Regions from separate parts of the Mus musculus genome. Here regions 2 and 3 are each linked to region 1. The links are chromatin contacts, called in public Hi-C maps. All regions are on one chromosome and are shown on one strand. The core of a region is the stretch at or near the end of the contact, and the rest is flanking DNA. Distances in the headings are between cores, read along the strand shown.

What was found. Hi-C and Micro-C count contacts between places; a contact is called where the count stands out from the background.
Region 2: a Hi-C map of Sertoli cells shows a contact between it and region 1, with 2.4 times the contacts expected there. The contact joins the enhancer-like site here to the promoter of Pappa in region 1. A contact is called at or near these places in 1 of 39 promoter capture datasets (the 3T3-L1 cell line) and 5 of 484 Hi-C or Micro-C datasets (MC3T3-E1-derived osteoblasts, Sertoli cells, embryonic fibroblasts and 2 more).
Region 3: a contact with region 1 is called in a Hi-C map of Sertoli cells, with 4 times the contacts expected there. The contact joins the enhancer-like site here to the promoter of Pappa in region 1. A contact is called at or near these places in 5 of 39 promoter capture datasets (the 3T3-L1 cell line, 3T3-L1-derived adipocytes, cancer-associated fibroblasts and 2 more), 26 of 484 Hi-C or Micro-C datasets (3T3-L1-derived adipocytes, the Patski cell line, Sertoli cells and 13 more), 4 of 115 datasets of contacts at active chromatin or transcription factors (the NIH/3T3 cell line, bone marrow-derived macrophages and embryonic stem cells) and 2 of 9 other capture datasets (embryonic stem cells and embryonic tail).

What each region holds. Positions count from the first base shown.
Region 1 is chr4:65,122,274-65,126,845 of GRCm38.p6, forward strand. It overlaps Pappa (pregnancy-associated plasma protein A), which reads left to right and starts at 1,901. Exons shown (of 22, transcript NM_021362.1): 1 at 1,901-2,674. The coding sequence starts at 2,269.
Region 2 is chr4:65,201,045-65,205,118 of GRCm38.p6, forward strand. It overlaps Pappa (pregnancy-associated plasma protein A), which reads left to right. Exons shown (of 22, transcript NM_021362.1): 7 at 3,610-4,074. Among named protein-coding and RNA genes, the nearest start is that of Pappa, 79 kb to the left of the region's middle. Within about 2 kb of position 2,762, at least 12 of the 459 cell types and tissues checked have an H3K27ac peak or open chromatin away from gene starts, as enhancers often do. A contact at or near this core is called in Sertoli cells, embryonic fibroblasts and tail fibroblasts, where this site is marked.
Region 3 is chr4:65,240,066-65,244,337 of GRCm38.p6, forward strand. All of the region lies in intron 9 of Pappa (pregnancy-associated plasma protein A), which reads left to right. Among named protein-coding and RNA genes, the nearest start is that of Pappa, 120 kb to the left of the region's middle. Within about 2 kb of position 2,801, at least 65 of the 459 cell types and tissues checked have an H3K27ac peak or open chromatin away from gene starts, as enhancers often do. A contact at or near this core is called in the NIH/3T3 cell line, Sertoli cells, adipose-derived mesenchymal stem cells and 3 more, where this site is marked.

The sequences.
Region 1 (4,572 bases), core at 651-3,150:
GTTCCAAATATCATGGGGGGGAAGTACTGAATGACAGTGTTTATGCAATTCACCCCCCATCTTTTTCCTTCTTTGAGGACTACATCCTAGTTTGTATAGGTGAATCAAAGTTGTAGACCGTGAGAGATTTGTGGGGTAGGGGGTAAGTTTTTAACCTATGGCATTATGCACAGTATTTTTTTTTTCTTTCCATCAGGTCTCTATAGAATGGAGGATGGAAGATGGGCATCTCTTTATACGTAGAGACCTTGAGTTCCAGAACTCTTAGCCTGATGCTACATAGCAAGTTCTTCCCTGACCAGGAGGACAGAAATCTGGGATAGCTGGTTTGCAGAATAGTGCCATGATTCCTGCTTACCACATTTCAGCTTTTATGGGGGGTGGGGTGGGTGGAGATCTGAGTCATCTGTCATCTTACAAATCTTTATCTGTTTACCAGCAAATATGCTCCGATGGTTCTGTTCCTCCCTGGAGCATGTAGCAAAGATCCTAACTCTGAGGAAGGATCTGGAACAGCCCGTAGGATAGGAACACCACGGGAGAGCAAGTCAATAATTAGTAGCGTCAACTTCACCTCAGTTTTCCACCATAAATTCTACCTGGAATGACATCTTTTTATAGAGATACTATTTGGACAGGCTAGCAAAGAACTAATAAATTTAAACCACCATGGCTAACCCATTTTGACTTATTAAACACTCGAGGGAAAGAGAGCTGTTTTGCCATAAGGGGGAGCTTTTGAGTTCCATAAAGAGGGGGAAAGGAATGAATATATATATATATATATTTCAGTTCAAAACGTAGAGCCACAGGGGCAGCAGACTGTTACCTGCTTACCTGTGCTTGGCCAACATTAGGAGAACTTGGATTGTTTTTAAGCTGAAATTGGGTAAATTCATATTTTCCTACCATTTATATTCAACAAAAAGTATATCTAACAGTCAACTGAATGATGTAGGATTGTTCAGGGGCAATGATGGGGGACATAGCACTGGTCCACTGTATCTCCAAGGGAGATGCCCTGCAAACAGTTCTCTGATGCTCTGTTCAATCTATACGGATTTGGGAATTGACTTTGGTATGCTGAAGCGCGAAGGTTAGCATTGGGGTCTCAGGGAAGAGAGAACCAACTTACTACAGTATAACTTTAAGAAAATGTGGTGAGAGGAGAAGGAGAAAGGCAAAAGAGACAGAGAGAGCAAGGAGGAGAAAAATGGGAGAGGGAGGTGAAGGGAGGGGGACAGAGAACAAGAAGAAAAGTGGGAGAATGAAAGAAAGAGGGAGGGAGGCAGAGAAGATGAAAAAGAATCTGAAAATCAAGTTTCAACGCTTTGTGTATTGTGAAAAGAGAGACATGTAACAGCAAAGGGCAAATGAGACCCTGAAAGACAGATTTTTCTCTCCCGCCACGAGGCAAAATAAAAAATAAAAATAAGGGGCGGGGGTAAAGGGAGCAAAGCAAAACAAAACAAACCAGAACGTGTGTTTTGAGTCGGAATGCGAAGAGCAGGGAGGACCGTAAGGGGGTGTGTACAGAATTTCATTAAATTGTTACTTTAAGATTGTCTTCTTAAAAACAGAAGAAGTAGAAGAAGAAAGAGGGGGTGGAGAAGCTGAACCGAAGGAAAGGAGACAAACGGCAAAGTAGAGGAAGGCTGGGTGGATCGGCCTCTCCAAACCGATTGATTGGTCATGATCCCCGCAGTTTGAACAGGGACTCATTCAATTGGGAAGGTGGAGTGCTGGCGAACAGATTAGCACACGCTTGTTTACTCGTCTTCTAAGGGATTTTTTCCCCCTCTTTCCTTTCATTTCGTGAAGAAGGAGGGAGGGGAGGGGGCGGGGGGGAGAAGGGGGCTGTGGCTTGTGTTATAAAGGACGCAAAAAATAAATAAATGAGAGCATCTTGGGGGGAGGGAGGGAATTCAGCCGACCAGTGTGTTAGAGGAGATTTTTTTTAAGAGCTAGAAATATATAAAATAAAATGAAATAAAACAAGGAGGAAGGCATCCAGCTGTTAGAAGGGGGGATAAGGCAGATAAAGGAGCGGGGAGAGAAATTAATTGCCAACCAGGAGGAGTTGGACTGTATTTTTGAAAGGTGGGGGGAGTGGAGCACACACCTTGAGGAGGAAAGCGAGAAAGAAAAGAAAAAAGCAAGTGGAAGGGGGGCTCGCACGAGAAAGGAGGCAAATAGTAGTGCGAGCTAAAGCTGGCAGCTCCGGGCGGCGGTGCAGGGGCGCAGGGGGGGCGGGGGGGACCGTCGGACATGCGGCTCTGGAGTTGGGTGCTGCGCCTGGGGCTGCTGAGCGCCGCGCTGGGCTGCGGGCTGGCCGAGCGCCCCCGCCGGGTCCGAAGAGACCCTCGGGCCGTGCGCCCCCCGCGCCCCGCCGCTGGACCGGCCACCTGCGCCACCCGGGCGGCCCGCGGTCGCCGCGCCTCGCCGCCGCCGCCTCCGGGCGGTGCCTGGGAAGCCGTGCGCGTCCCCCGGCGGCGGCAGCAGCGGGCGGCGAGGGGCGCCGAGGAGCCGAGCCCGCCTAGCCGGGCGCTCTATTTCAGCGGGCGAGGGGAGCAGCTGCGCCTCCGGGCCGACCTGGAGCTACCCCGCGACGCCTTTACACTGCAAGTGTGGCTGCGAGCCGAGGGTGGCCAGAAGTCTCCAGCAGTGATCACAGGTAAGGAGAAAGGGGTCCCCCCTGTCTGGCGGACCACCCTGCGGGTCTCTGCAGGCCCCTCCTGGGTTCTTGCGGATGTCTGGGGTGCAGGTGGCGGGTGGGTCTGCGGGAGCCGTCCCGGGAGCAGCACAGGGAGTAAGGAAGAGAGACTCTCTTTAACCCATCTGCGGAATGGGCGCGCTGAGAAAGGATGCTGCCCGGCCTCTGGGGAGCTGCACTCGGGAGCTCCTCGCCGGTCCAAGACCAGGAGCTAGGGATATAGCTGATCCCCCGGGAACCCAGAATACTTAAGTGGTGCTGGGGATGTACAGAGAGACTCTGTCCGGGTATGGGAGAAAAGGGTACAGGACCCAGATGGGTTGCGTGTGAAAGAAGTGTAGGAAACGGTTCATTTCTCTTTACTTTTCCATAGACGCAATTCTCCAGTAGCCTGGCTACCCTCAAAGTAGGCATGGGGCAGGTAGTTTTGATTGCCAGACTTAGAAGTCCTATAACTACCCCAAAGTTGCTCTCTGCCCGAAGCTTGCCTCTGGGAACCACCACCACCACCATAGCCACCCACACTGCCTCTCTGGGTCCTTGCTTTTAAAGCCCGTTGCCTGTCATTCACCGCTGGGTCAGACCTTCTTAGCGCACCTCTGACAGCCTACCCCAGACTCGGCTGAGAAATGGGGCGCTTTTCTCTTTGGGGACTTTTATGAGCCCATACTAGATTTAAGATCTCCCTCCTCACCCTCCCTCTCTCCCCTTCGCTGCTCCACAGCAAAGCCCATAGTGAAACCGGACACTTTGCGAGGGCTGCAAACCTTCCAAACGCCTCAACATTCATTTTCCCTTCTAAATGAATCTGTGGAAATGCCTTTAATAAAACGAGGGGTGGTGGAGGGGGCGGCGCAGGAGAGAAGGAAAGTTTTGCCTCTTCTGTCTGGGAGATTCCCTCACTGCATAAACAACCTTGCCGTGTCCTGGGACGCCTTAAAGCTATATTAGGGGTTCCCCCTTCGCTGCAACCTGGGAGCGAGTAGAGGGTTTCGTGATCCCACCCCTTACACACCGCTCTCAGGCAGTCTGCGGCTGTTTTGCCTTGGCATAAACCTTTCTGAACACTGCACCGACTCTCCCATTTACCGAAGTCCCCTTCAGGGAACCCAAACTCTGCTACTATGCCACTCAAATGTATCCTCAAAGCTCCCACTTCCCAGCTACCAAAGGAGAGTGAGAACGACTACACACACACACACACACACACACACACACACAAAACTGACGTCATCGCTACCACCACCCCCTCCCTCCGAAAAGGAGAGGGAAACGGAGCGCATTCACTTTCAGCTCCCAAACCCTTGTCAGCCAGAGGAGGGTACAACATGTAACGAGAGACAAGATTCAAAATAGTCATGAAGATGATGATAATTCAGGTCTCTCTCTCTCTCTCTCTCTCTCTCTCTCTCTCTCTCTCTCTGTGTGTGTGTGTGTGTGTGTGTGTGTGTGTGTGTGTTTGTGTGTGTCTGAGTGTGTCTGAGTGTTTTCACTTTCAAAGCACAGCGGTTTGCTGCTTGAAAGTGGTTAAGAGATGGGTAGGTTTGGTTTTGCTGCTCTACCTGTTGTGTGGATGATTCGGAAGGGATCCCCCAAGAGAGGAAAGCCCGGGGTTGTAAAGATAGTGGGTGCATTTAATATATACATGCATACAAATCTTTGTCTCACGGGATTGCATTTGCATTTGCACAGGCTTCTAAGTGTTTCAGACCAAGGTCTTTCTCCCTTCCTGGTCTCTGGAAGACTTACGTGTACGTAATCGACTCGCACAATTGTTGCAGTAAAATACTTTCATTGGATCGGTGATGCTAGGTTATTATTGCTCCTATAAAATGCCTGGTTCATTTTATGCGTGGAAA
Region 2 (4,074 bases), core at 1,512-4,011, 80 kb after region 1:
AAATATAAATTTGGATTAGCAGAAGTGTGTATGAATATATTTCTGTACATGTCTGTGACCTTATTCCTGGTGGGCTGCTTATAAAACATGAGCCTTTTCGTGTAGCCTTCATATCTGCAAAGGGATATGTATTAATCATGAACTAGCAGGACTTGGTACCTCTCTTTTCACTTCTCCCCTTTTCCCTTCCCTTTTTTCTCCCTCACTCCCTCATTACCTTCTCTCCTTTCCTTTCACTCTTTGTTTCTTTTTCTCAGCCCTTCTCTGGGTCTTACTACCATATATCTAATCAGTTTCACAAATGTGTCTATTTCTGACTCTCTTTGAGGAATTTAACTCATGATCTCTGATGGGCACTTTGTCCAAACCATATATGTATACTCTACATTAGCAGAATAGAATCTCTATGAACAGAGAGAACAACAGAAATCTTCCTCCCCAGGAACTAGCCTAATACAGGACTCAGGACTCTGAGATTATTACTTCATTAAATAGATACACATATTGATGAATGGGCAGTTGCATGGGTGAGTGGATGGATGGAAAGAGAAAGAGTAGTGGGACAGAGGGACAGATAGATGAATGGATGGGTTAATGGATAGTGGATTGGTACCTGGATGGATCGACAGATGGAATGATAAATAGACAAAGATGGATGATTGATGAATAGATAGTATCTACATCTCTAAACAGTGGCTTTTTTAAAAAGACAATTGTTACGTCACTCTCTTGTTTAAAATTTACCATGAGCTCTTCATCTATCTAAGTGCAAGCTTCAAGTCTTTTAATGTGTCATACAAAACACTTCCTGAAGTGGGTTCTGTTTAGCAGCCCTTACTACTTTCTTTGTGTGAAACTGGAAGTCTTCTTATCTCACATTCATTCTCAACCATTGTCTATATTTGAAATGCTTCCTCCCGCAAAGACTTCCTTTCCTGGTCCCTCATTTCTTCTCATGATGGTACTCATATATTTGTGACCATTTATTAAAGATCCCATTTCATTTGCATTTGATAAATATGTTATGAAGTGGGTAACATTGAAGTGGGTAACATAGCTGAAGCTGGATAGTTGGGACTTTAATTCAGCTATAATTGCTTCAAAGCCTGGTACACTGCTTGGACCAACAATATCCAGTGATACTCTACTAACTATAAGAGGTTTCCTCAGCTATCTGGAGCTTTGTTTTCTATAAAATGAGCTTACTTGCTACCAGGATACAGAGATCTGAGGCATGCAACTTGTTTGGTGCATTGCCTACATAAAAGGCTGGTAAGTGTATGAAACCTGGCATTATTACTAATAGGTTTTGTGAAACTTAATGGTTCTTTTACTATTTAAGAATCTGTCTGTAATAACTAGATAAGTAGAAGCCTTGCTAAAATTCTACTCCTATGTGCCTATTTGGGCATAATGAACAGACCCACCTTATCCTTTGGAAAGCATTTGGTCACTCTATTGATTTTACAAGAAAACAAAAAGGAATGATGAGTCAAACAGATTTGTCATCTTTGTTCTCCTGTGGCTTCCCCAACTGATAGTCATTTTCTCCAAGGATGGGAGAAAGATAGCTTTATCCCTTGCCAATTCCAGGGAAAGCACATGAAGGGGGTGGAATATTCACCTGGCACCAACCACTGGAGAGTACTCTATAAACTCACATCTTCTTTTTATAAATGTATAAATTCCCATATTGATAGTTGTTGAGCAAATACTGAAAAATACCTACTATGCATAATCTCTACAGACCAGATACTGTTTTGACCAAAGGCTCTCAGCATTGAGTAAAATGGAGACAGAAATATCTAGTCTTACAAGATTTTTAATATGATCTTTTGAGTTAATTACTGACTAGAGAATGTTCTTAATATCCTGTAAACTGTTTTGGATAACGGATACTGGATTCAAAAGAGATCCCTGTATCTTCACAATCCAAAATTGGGAGTCAGAAATACATGGTATTGCAGAGTAAATAAGAAGACTTAAGTTAGTTGCAGAATTATTGTCCCTTTTCCTTAAAGCAAGAGTGACTTCTAGCAAGCATTTAATTAGTAGGTGATGAATCCAATCAAGATATAGTGGAGGAAATCTTGTAGCTATGATTATATTGTCTTGGTCAGCTGTTATTTATGAAAATGTTTTTGTGTATTTTCCATGTTTCCATTTGTTCTCTATTTCTTTTCAATTTGCCATCTCAACTTTGTAGCATGTTGATTCTCTCTTTATAAGAAAAGATAAGAATATAGAGGGTGGGGGCTGGAGAGATGGCTCAGCCGGTAAGAGCACTGACTGCTCTTCCAAAGGTCATGAGTTCAAATCCCAGCAACCACATGGTGGCTCACAACCATCCTTAATAAGATCTGACACCCTCTTCTGGTATGTCTGAAGACAGCTACAGTGTACTTAGATATAATAAATAAATCTTTAAAAAAAAAAAGGATATAGAGGGTGTTAACAACCTCCACTGCAATAACAGCCTCCATACACACATACACACACAACTGCATTTTTAATGCTTATGTTATCTTGAGTCCTGTTACATTGTAATATTACCACAAAGTATTGTAAGACTAAGGTTGCTTTTCTTCCTCTTTATTTAGAAGTATCCAACATACCCATCCCCTAAACGAACACTACTATCCAGTTATACTGACGGAGCAAATGATATGACTACTACTATAACTTCTCTTAGCTTGTCCTCACCAATGATCTCTGTCTCTCACTGAACTCCCCCGAGCTGTGATCACTTTTCTCAGCAGTACAAGAAAAGGGTTCTCTGTATGGGTGACCTCATCGGTGAAGAATTTATAAATTGCTTCAGACTGAGATCAGTAGAGAAGAAGCATCCTTTTTCTGAGGAAAAGTAGCAACATCAACTTTTTCTTTTCCCACTCCTCTGTCCTTGAGTGAAAGGAGACATAACTCAGAGAAGCACAGTGGTATTGAATGATCTCATGTAGGGAAACGGAGGAGTAGAGATAAAAGGGCCCCAAGTCTGACTTGTAGCTCTGTCATTTGGCTTAGTCTCCTCCCAGGATCTCTGAGTAAGACACGCATCCTCTCTGTTTTGCTCTCCTCTTCTGCTAGTTATTTTCTGGTGCTTCTGTTAAGTCTAAGCAGGATGTATCAACGTCGATGATACAACTGGAACTCTAATTTTAATGATTCCTGCATCTAGCAGGGACTTCATGGTATATACCTTTGTTCAATTAATTCAATTTTTTGAACCTTAATTACATCATTTAGAAAATGAATCTATTCAAAAATTAAACAAGTTCATGGGACACAAAGAGTGTTCAGAAAAATACCTCTTCTTTCTTTCTATATGCAGCACCGAAACCTCTCAATGGAAACTTAAAAAGGGAAGCTTCAGCATTTTCTTAGTAGTAAGACACTTGAACTTCACTTCCAATGTTGGGTGACTCCTCTGAGATCTGTTATGCGGGGTTGGGGGATGAGCTGAGTGCTCTATATACAGCAGATTTCCATGACACTAGGAGTTACTCCTTTATCCCTAAGTTCTCATCAGACATATCTTTTTCTGGGTCTGTGGGAAACTCTGAAAACCAGAATGTAGCAAGAACTCATTTGCATCTCTTTTCGATATAGGTCACCCAGATGTTGAACAGCCCTGTAAATCCAGTGTCCGAACCTGGAGTCCAAATTCAGCTGTCAACCCACACACAGTTCCTCCAGCCTGCCCTGAGCCACAAGGCTGCTACCTCGAGCTGGAATTTCGCTACCCTTTGGTCCCTGAGTCTCTGACCATCTGGGTAACCTTTGTCTCCAGTGATTGGGACTCTAGTGGAGCTGTCAATGACATCAAACTCTTGACTATCAGTGGAAAGAATATCTCTTTGGGTCCTCAGAATGTTTTCTGTGATATCCCACTTACCATCAGACTCCGGGATGTGGGTGAGGAGGTATATGGCATCCAAATCTATACTCTTGATGAGCACCTGGAGATTGATGCAGCAATGCTGACCTCCACTGTAGACAGTCCACTCTGCCTACAGTGTAAACCTCTGCAGTATAAAGTGCTTCGAGACCCACCTCTGCTAGAAGATGTAGCCT
Region 3 (4,272 bases), core at 1,551-4,050, 120 kb after region 1:
AGAGTAAATGGAAATTAGGATGTTATTCTCCACTTATTGCAAAATGAACTAAAATTTAAATATAGAGTGGTAAAGCTGAAAGACTCTTCTAGAAATAGCACTGAGTGGTGAGTCTAGAATCATCTTCCCTTGCTGCTTTGGGCCTCATTTTTCCTTCTACTCAGACTAGAATGAATTTTCTGGATTATACGTTTTTAAAATGTTCTCTGTAATGTTTGTGAAGAGAAGGTTGTTTGTTGTTGAGAAGCCGAGACTTGCTTCCTCCTAAGTCCAGTATACAAACATATTCTTTACTAGGTTCAAAGTGATCCGTTGGTGGTAGCGTTTGAGGATCATCTTTTGTATGCCAAGCATATTTCTAAACTATTAGTCCCTGGACAACTTTTTTTATGGATCACTTTTTTGCCAATAGAAGAAAGGAATGTTTGTAGCAGACGATAAACAAAACAGAGTTATGCTGTCTTTAAACCAAGAGCTTGGCCCGTGTGATGGTGTGGATTTAACCCCAGTACTCAAGAGGCAGAGCCTGGTGATTTTTATGAGTTCAAGGGCAGCCTAGTCTACAAAGCAATTTCACAGACAGCCAGGGTTGTTTTGAACAAACAAACAAACAAACAAAAACAAACCCAGAATCTGATTGTGTATTTACTGTGTAAAGTTACATGCTAAAAGGTCACTTAGTCACTCCTGATTTAAAGAGCTTCAGGGGTGAATGGAGATTGTACTATTATGAAGCAATTCTCATACTAAATTAGTAGAAATGGAATGTATAGGTTACTTTAAAGGAAGGCTCTCCCTTTCTCTTCTCTCTTTTATTTGTGTTAGAGAAAAGACATCAGCCGTATCCTTGACTGGTCATTTAGAATTCCATGATAGAGACTCACAAATACAGGCATTTCAGGGAGAATGGAACTCATTCTACGATGCCAGCTTCCAGAGACTGCATTTCAACACAAACTCCAAAGCTTGAGTCTGTAAAACATTCTAAGAAAAACAGTTCAAGTATAGACAGACAATTTTTCACACCCTTTCCCCAATAGCTCTAATGAGTCAGAGAAGAGAGACTGGAGAGGGGTCGGGGACTGAGGGGTGAGGGCGGGTGCTGTGTACAGGTGAGCATTCTTATCATTGTATGTGTCAAGAATGGTGGCCAGGAGGATAGGCCGCTGTGAAACTGACTTTCATTCACACCACAGCTTGTACATACCATGTTGATGAATACTTCTTATTAAAACAAACACCACCCAGAAAAAGTAAAAAGACCTGGAGCTCATTTGTGGCAGATATCTATCAATATTTTGAAGTGTTACTTTCTGAATCCTGGATTTGGGAAATCAAGATCATTTTTTCAGTAGGGTGGAGCCCAATCCTCATTAGAGCACTAGATAATATCCAATCATCTTCCCGAAGTTACTCTGCAGATTGCGTGGGGACCCACAACTTACCTTCTAGGCTTAACTTCTACCTCAGCAGACAACCAAGCCACAGGTTGGATTTTGAAGCCATATTGAACCTATTTTGATGATCATTCATGAAATGACAGTATCCAAAGTACTTTAGCATCATAGCTGAGGAAACTAGAAAGGTGTGTTATTTCTTATGGAGACTAAGTACCTGGGCCAGAGCAGCTGCCATCTGCCTGAAATTCCCCTCAGGGAAAGCCATTTCTATTCTCCCGCCCTATGAGAGAGCCCTTCATCACTGAGTGTTTCAAATAGATCATTTATTTCATTTATTTTGCTCAAGCTAACCAAAACTGGTTTCTGCTGATTATGTATTAAAATCCTAACTGAAAACTCTCTTCACAAAATAGAAAGAAGTTTAGAAGCATTTCCTGAAACTAGACTTTCCTCTCTCATGTAACTGTAGGGAGTCGGGATTCTGTGGAAGAAGAAGTATCAACCAGAGCAGTCCTTTAGGGAGCAGCATAGTACTAAATGGGGTGGCCCTATGTTGTGCAGCTTTATTCAATATGAGCCTATATGTGGCTCGTATCCCAGATATGAGATCTAAAATTTATTAGGATGTCTCAACTGGCTCAAGGTTCCAAAGGTATGGTGCTCCCTCCAAATTGAATACAGGACCCTGCTTTTTCTCCTCCAGAGCTTTGCCATTGGAATGGACTTCCTTCCTTCCTTCCTTCCTTCCTTCCTTCCTTCCTTCCTTCCTTCCTTTCTTCCTTCCTTCCTTCCTTCCTCCTTCCCTCCCTCCTTCCCTCTCTCCCTCCCTCCCTCCCTTCCTCCTCCTTCTGCTTCTCTTCCTTAATCTATGTCTTCCTCCTCCTTCTTGTCGTTGTCCTCCCCACTCCTCCTCCTCCTCTTCCTCTGCCTTTCTTTGCCACCCTTGTCATCACAGACCATTTAGAAGGGCTGTTTTCTCTGGGCCAGTAACAGCAGTGTGAGGGTGGGTGACAGATTTATGGGGGCATTCCCCTTCACTTTTCAGAAGCCCACACATCCGGAAGTATTCCCAAGGTGCCAATGTGTTATTGTGCAACACTCTGGTGACTTCCCTTTCCCACTTTCCCACCCCCAGTGCCCTAGTCCCCCAGTACATAAGTTTCTTATTACAACAAACACCACCCACAAGACCTCTTGAGTAATGCCGACTGCATTCCCCTTTGCAATGTGGAAATTATCTTGTCCTTTTTCGGCTGTTTAGAACTATAACACACACCAGGCCTGGGGTTTCCTTTAGAAACCATGATATCAGTGAAGTGATAACTCCCCCAGCAGGCTCTGGCTGGAGGCATTGTTCAGCAGCTTTGGGGAGTCCTCTCTAAGGCACTGAGTCATAAATGGCAGACAGGCTGCTGATAAAAGCTGAAGGAGGGAAGGTCAAATTAGTCAGACAAAATGTGCAGGATCCCCTAAAGGGCTTGCAGTTAGTCATAGATCTTGAGCCAACGCTGGAAACATGATCATTTCAGAGAGGACATTTAAGCCCTTACAGAATATGCAACTCTGGGTGCCTTTATATTTCACACTATGTGCTTCACGATAGTCCTGGATAGTTCACTTCTTGTCCTGGCTTAGTGGTAGACCTTGTGCGGTTCAACATCTTGAAACTCGGTTTTTCCCTTTGTGAAAGGCTCTTTTTGTTTTCAAGATCCACCTAATACTGAACATCCTTCATGGCTTGAGGAGATTCAAATTTTGCTGGATGCTGACATAGAGTCAAGAAAACAAATTCATAGAGACTCCCACATCATATCTCTCAGGACTGCAGGCACCCCCCACCATGTGTCTCTTTCTCCCAGCTCCTCTCCCCAGCAGCTCTCAGCCTCACTTTGTCTCCCATCCCTGACAGGGCATCTCCACCCCAGTGTTAGAGCCAGGGCCAGTAACTCAATTAGCACTCCCTAAAGCCCAGTGCCCTCCCTCTCTGTGTGGTAGATACACAGTAAGGGGCTGAGGATCAATCTGCCTGGCCACTAAGTTGCTGGGAGGGCAGGGGGTCACCTAGCCTATGGCCCCTCTGTCAGACCATCCTGGCCCTGACTGAAGCAAGGCGAGAAAGGAAAACAAGAAGATGAATCGTTGTGTCTTCTCAGTGGATATGCCTAGGAGAGTTTAGAACAACAATGACTAAAAAAGAAAACAGTATTTTAGGCTGGAGAGGAGGGAGACAGGGGCTCTGCTGGGAGCTGCATTTATTATTATTTTTCTTTTTAACAGTACTTTCTGTGTAACCGTAATGGAAGAATCCACCTCTCATCTTAGGAAAAAAATAATTTGAGAAACGAAATCAAACATTCCTCATTGCCTAAATTCATTTACAGTTCCCTCTGTTAAAACAAACAAACAAAACATCTCTATATATTGTAACTTTCCCTTCCAAGGCTTTCTGGAAAGAATGCTTTCCTTGACTTAAAGATAGGCCTTTATACAGAAAATAAAAATAAAGTTAAAAAAAAAAGAGGAAGAGATGGGGATGGCCATGATAGGGGTGGCAACGATGGTGATAGAGTCAGGATGTGCACAGCACAAACAGAGCATCAGATGGCATCGTAGTTACCAACACGGCATCTGGCTGAAAATCTGATGCAGAAGCTATATAAACCTGTGCCTCAGTTTTCATCAGCAAAATATATTAGTTATTATTGTTACTACTTAGAGTTGTGATAAGCCAATACAGTTTCTGATCTGAGCCAGGTAGTTTACCATGAGTTTGATCCCCAAAGCAATACAAGTGGAAAAGGGCTCATTTATGATCGGTGTTAAAATAGTGACACTTAGTAGTTTTAAAGGAGTATACATTGTTTTCTTTCAT